Regions from separate parts of the Mus musculus genome. Here region 2 is linked to region 1. The links are chromatin contacts, called in public promoter capture Hi-C maps. All regions are on one chromosome and are shown on one strand. The core of a region is the stretch at or near the end of the contact, and the rest is flanking DNA. Distances in the headings are between cores, read along the strand shown. Region 1 holds the start of Ttll1 (tubulin tyrosine ligase-like 1). Region 2 has its middle 23 kb from the start of Nfam1.

Region 1 (2,700 bases), core at 193-2,692:
GATTTCTGAGTTCGAGGCCAGCCTGGTCTACAGAGTAAGTTCCAGGACAGCCAGGGCTACACAGAGAAACCCTGTCTCAAACAAACAAACAAAACAAAACAAAAAACAAACAAACAAAACAAAACATACCGTCTGGACAAATGCTTCAAATCCTTTGGGAGGGCCCCTTGTTGTCACTACATGCCGAATGAAATGTTCACATTACATTACAACTTCAGAAACACGAGTTAATCGTCATCTCTGATTTCTGGATGGCAAAGTGGAGTGTCAGTAGGAGACAATGGCTAACCCTGCCCCGCACCTGCTTGGCCTCCAGATGCCTAGCTCAGTCTGTCATCTTGTATCCTGTCTTTTTTTTTTTTTTTTTTGGACTTAATTTTCATTTTTAAATTTTATTCGTGTGTGTGTGTGTGTGTGTGTGTGTATGTTTAGCCTACACATATTTCAATGCACCATATGCGCAGTTAACAGAAGGTTGTGAGCCACTATGTGGGTGCTGGGTATTGCCCTTCTTTGGAAGAGAAGTCAGTGCTCTTAACTGCCAAGCCATCTCTCCAGTCCTATTTTTATGTTTTTATCATGCGTGTGTGCACGAATGTTTTTTACATGTGTGCAGGGGCCCATGGAGGCCATTGGCTTCCGGTTTCTGATCCCGAGTTGGAGTTACATGCAGGTGGTTGTGGGGAGCCTGGCATGGGTGCTGGGAACTGAACGTGGGTCCTATGCAATAACACAGCACGTTTTTTTAAACCTCTGAGCCAATTTCCAGATTCTTTTTTTTTTTGGTTTGTTGGTTTTTTTTTTTTTGGTTTGTTTTTTGTTTTTGTTTTTCGAGACAGGGTTTCTCTGTGTAGCCCTGGCTGTCCCGGAACTCACTCTGTAGACCAGGCTGGCTTCGAACTCAGAAATCCGCCTGCTTCTGCCTCCCAAGTGCTGGGATTAAAGGCATGCGCCACCACTACCCGGCTTCACTAATTTCTTAATAACATTTATTGTGTGTGGGCGTGGGGAGGGGGTGCGTTCAACATGGCACACGAGTGGAGATCAAAAGACTACTTGTAGGTATCTGTTCTCTCCATCCATCACATATGTAGGTCCCGGGAGTCGAACTGAGCTGATAAGGCTTGGCTGCAAGCACCTTTATCCGCTGGCCCTGGCCCTTACAACTCTCATTTCTGGCCCTGAAGGGTGCGCGGATAGGATACCTTGCGCTTTCTAGCCTCTAAGCGGTGGATAGATAACTCGCAGAAAAATACCGAGGCAGGAAAGAAGGTGTCACAACCATGGACAGAAAAAATAATCAGGAAGCAGTAGCGCCAGCGGTTTTCGCGTTCTCGGTTGCTAGGACACCTCTCCGGAAGTGGAGTGAGCAAGGCGGACTGGTTGCAGTAGAGAGGACGGGCGGGCGGGGTCTTGTGCGCCGTGGGCGTGGCCGCGCGTGGAGATTGCGCACGCGCAGGCGGGCTTGCCCGTGAAGGATCCGGGCGGTTTAGCTTCTGCTACCCAGTCCGTGTCTCCGCTGCTCAACGTCGTTTTCTCTGTTGATATCCTGGGACTTGCCTTGTGCCTTCAACTGCTGTAATTGCATCATTATCTTTCTTACCGGCTATTCTAGGTAGGCTTTCAGTGCATCCACAGCCTGTATTGTTTGAGGTGGCATCTGTTGGGGGAGGTTGGGGGGCGCCGCACCTGTACGGGGAGCTCAAGGCTGCTCTACTTGCTCCTCTGCAAGACTGCACCGACCCGAGATGTTGCCCTCTTTGTTAGGAGGGGGATCTGGGAGTTGTGGTCCTCTGTGGAGCCCGGGCGGGGTGGGGTGGGGGGGGGGTGTTGCAGGGACTGCGTCCTCAACTGGACGCAGGAAGTATAGCCTTGCAAACCAAGTTGGTCTTGGTAAAACAGGCTTTGTTTGGGAAACACTTAATGAGCATAAAACAGTGATGTCATATGGCGGCACAAAAAGAGAAGCCCTGCTGTGCTGTCAATGAATGGGAGATACTAGTAGACAGCCACTTTAGGTCATGGCACTGTCTACCTACAGTGGTGTGGAGAGGAGTGGAGGTCATGGATGTGCAGTATTATATACTATTTTCTTTATTTAAATAGTCTTCATTATTTAATTTTTAATTATGTGTATATGTTTGTGTCTCAGTGCGCGGGGGTGGGGGTGGGGGTGCACGTGAGTGTAAGTGCTGGTGGAAGCCAGAAGAGGGCGTATGGGAGCTCCTTGGAGCTGGAATTATATACAGAAGGTTGTGTGCTGAGTGCTGAGGACCAAACTTATGTCCTCCGCAAGAGCAGGACTGGGTCTTACAGCTGAGCCATCTCTCCAGCCATTTAGGTCTTATTTTCTTAGAGATAGCTTCCCCCCGCCCCTTTCATTGAAAGCTTGTTGGAAAAGAATATAGATACTGGGAATCCTGGTGTCGTCGTGACGTCACTGACCCTGATTTGTAAAAATGTCAAAGTGTGGGAAGCAGGGACCTTGCTTTCTGAGGCTGGACACAGAAGGGTGATGAGACTCTGGTGAGTTCTCATCTTGCTGTTCCTAGGAAGGCTGCCTTGACTCCTGTCTGCGGCTGTGATCACAGCAGAGGTTGAAGCTCTTTGGAGTACTCCAACAAGCAAGTGTTCTGAGCTGCCCATCTTCCCCCGAGTCGCATTCTGCATGTTCCTAGGAAGCCAGGTCTTTATAGGTGA
Region 2 (2,700 bases), core at 102-2,601, 450 kb after region 1:
CCCTCACTCTCCAGCCTCGCTGGGCTCTGCTGACAAACTGACAAGAGACATTGTTGCCATTTCATCATGCCCCGTCCTTATCAAAGCTGTTCTCAGAAAACTTCCCTGTAGAATGTTCTGGAGTTGGCTGTGGGCACACAGCTTTGTAAATGTACTTAAAAAAAAATTAAATTGTATACTTTAAGTAGTCACGTTTTACAGTTAAATCTTCATAAGGCTATTCCCGGCTCCCTCTTCCTTTCCTTTATGAGAAGGGGAGTCACACTGGTCTCAGACTTGTCACTCAGTCTCAGTCTCCAAAATGATGGGATTACAGGTATTGCTGCCCCCTGGTTTGTTCACTTAATTAAAAAAAATTATGTGTATGGGTATTTTGCCTGCATGTATGTTTATGCGTTACATGCATGCAGTGCTAACAGAGGCCAGAAGAGGGCGTCAGAGCCCCTGAAATGGGAGTTACAGGTGGCTGGGAGCCATGTGGGTGCCGGGAATCAAACGGTCTTCTGTTAAGAACACCCCGCATTCTTAACCCCGGCGCCATCTCTCCAGCCCACCAGTTTACTTTTTAAGTACAAGAGAATTGTAGGGCAACAACCCTGTGCTGGGCTGTCATATCAAACGTCTCCAGTTCACTGCCCTGTTTTGCGGCATCTATGACTTGCACCGCCTTTCCTAACTGGGACATCCCTACTGCAGCCTCCTGCCAGCTAGTTCCTGGCTGTTCTCAAGGCTGAGTTTCTAACTTTGTCTTTACTGGCTATTTACCTCTGTCGCTGCTACAGTCACAGCTGTACTGACCCATCAGTTTGTCAGGTGTCTCTGGCTCTATCTCTGCAGCAACCGGGGCTGGCTTGGTGCCTAGCCCCTCCACATTTGACTTTACCCATCCCCCTATTGATTCTTGGGCCCTCTATAGCCAATGAGAATATATATAGTCCACACTAGGCTCATGGAGACTTCAGAAGTATGGTTATAGCTCCGCCCTCCCCGCCCCCCATTTAGCTTTTTCTTAACCTCTGAATTAACAATTAGCAATTTAGCAAGAACCACCTTCCTTGTCTTTCCAGAATGCTGCTTCTACCTTTGGGGGGTGGGGAGGGGTGAATAGACAAGGGGACTACATGTTCTCACAGAATGAGAGAGGAAAAGGCCAATTAACATTCAGCTAAGAGAGAGCATGATTTCTCCTATCAGCAATAAAAACTGACAGCTCTATCAGAAAATGAGCCGGGGGAGCCACAAAGCCTGGCAAGGCAGGGCGCCTGCAGCCCCAGCAGGAGTGATGAAGATGGCTGAGGGCAGGAACCGCTGCTGGGAGTCAGGGAACCACCAAAGGAAGCGCCTGGGGAGCCCAGCGGCTGCCACTCGGCTCCCGCTTTTGATCCCGCCCCAGGCAAGAAGAGCAGTGCTGCGCAGGCTTTATCCCTGTGACTCGGAGCTGCCACTCTCCCGCCGGCCTCTCCCCACGCACTCGTTTCCCCCTAACCTTATCATAAAAGGAGGCCACGTGGTGTCTATTTATGGCAGCGCGGTGGTCCGGGGAGAGGAGGCTCGCGGTGTGCCAATTCTGAGAGCTGGTGGAATTGCTCCGGTCCTTCGGAGCTTGCCATGCGGTGAAAGAATAAACGATGTGGGGGCAGGGCCGTGACTCCCACTGCACCTCCAGCTGACATCCAAGTCCCTTCCTCAGAGCCTCCGGGGTGATTTGTGTTATCAATCAGAGCTGCTGAACAGATCGGGCCTCCTAGAGCCCTAGAGCAAGAACCGAGCCGTGAGATGAGAGGAGGGTGGGTATGGGGGGGGGGGCACCCTCATTTGGCTTGAAAGAGAAGATCGGTCCCTTTACAAAACTACATTTCTACTTGATGCTTAAGTAGAATGGCTTTTAAAAACGGAAAGAGAGGACGCCAGCGAGAGAGGGAAGCTGCAGTGGTCTAGGGGCTGGCGAGATGGCTCAATGGACAAAGGGTCTTGCGGCCCATGCCGAGCTAGAGGACCTAAATATGAGCCCACCCTCATGACAGGAGGAGAGAATTGATTCCTGAAAGTATTTTGTCCTTCACAGGATCTCACCCTCCCTCCCTTCTCTTTCTCCATCCTTCGCCCCCTCCCTTCCCAGCCCCCCTCCTTTCTCCTGTTCCCCTCCCCCTCCCCCTCCCTCCCACCACCACCACCAAAAAAAAAAAAGTAGTGTAGAGTATATTGCTTGCTTTCATCTTCAGCACAGCAGGGGCAGTTTGGGGCTGCTTGTGCATACTTCTGTATATATGACAATGAAACAGAGGCAGAGGCAGAGGCAGAAATGCCCAGGCATCCTCGGGGCTATCCTGGGCCTATCCTGGACCCCGTTCTTCTGAGAGGTCTTTAGCATCCTGATCAGGCTCAGCAGCACAGATGACAGCTGTGGTGTTCTGGTTAGCTCTCTGTGTGCGTTTATTGAGACAAATGCTCCTCCTGTAGTCTGGGGTGACCTTGAACTCACTGTGTGGCTGAGGATGGCCTGGATGGAGCCTCTCATCTTTTGCCACCTCCCGGGTCCAGCCTGCATGCTTTTGAACTTGAATTTTAATCCAGTCTCACATCTAAAACGATTTCCCTTCTTTTGGGTCTCAGTACAGTAGACATAGAAAGGCGGCAAAGTCGGGGCCTTTCATACTCAAGAACTGGTTCCAGATGAAACCCACAGTAAGTTCAGATCTG

What was found. Promoter capture Hi-C pulls out the DNA fragments that hold promoters and counts their contacts.
Region 2: a promoter capture Hi-C map of hippocampal neurons shows a contact between it and region 1, with 4 times the contacts expected there. The contact joins the enhancer-like site here to the promoter of Ttll1 in region 1. A contact is called at or near these places in 5 of 39 promoter capture datasets (the 3T3-L1 cell line, the HPC-7 cell line, hippocampal neurons and 1 more), 3 of 484 Hi-C or Micro-C datasets (cerebellum, cortical neurons and embryonic stem cells) and 1 of 115 datasets of contacts at active chromatin or transcription factors (pancreatic cancer cells).

Annotation. Positions count from the first base shown.
Region 1 is chr15:83,509,649-83,512,348 of GRCm38.p6, reverse strand. Ttll1 (tubulin tyrosine ligase-like 1) reads left to right here and starts at 1,442. Exons shown (of 12, transcript NM_178869.4): 1 at 1,442-1,615.
Region 2 is chr15:83,055,477-83,058,176 of GRCm38.p6, reverse strand. No RefSeq gene overlaps it. Among named protein-coding and RNA genes, the nearest start is that of Nfam1, 23 kb to the right of the region's middle. Within about 2 kb of position 1,351, at least 89 of the 459 cell types and tissues checked have an H3K27ac peak or open chromatin away from gene starts, as enhancers often do. A contact at or near this core is called in cerebellum, cortical neurons and hippocampal neurons, where this site is marked.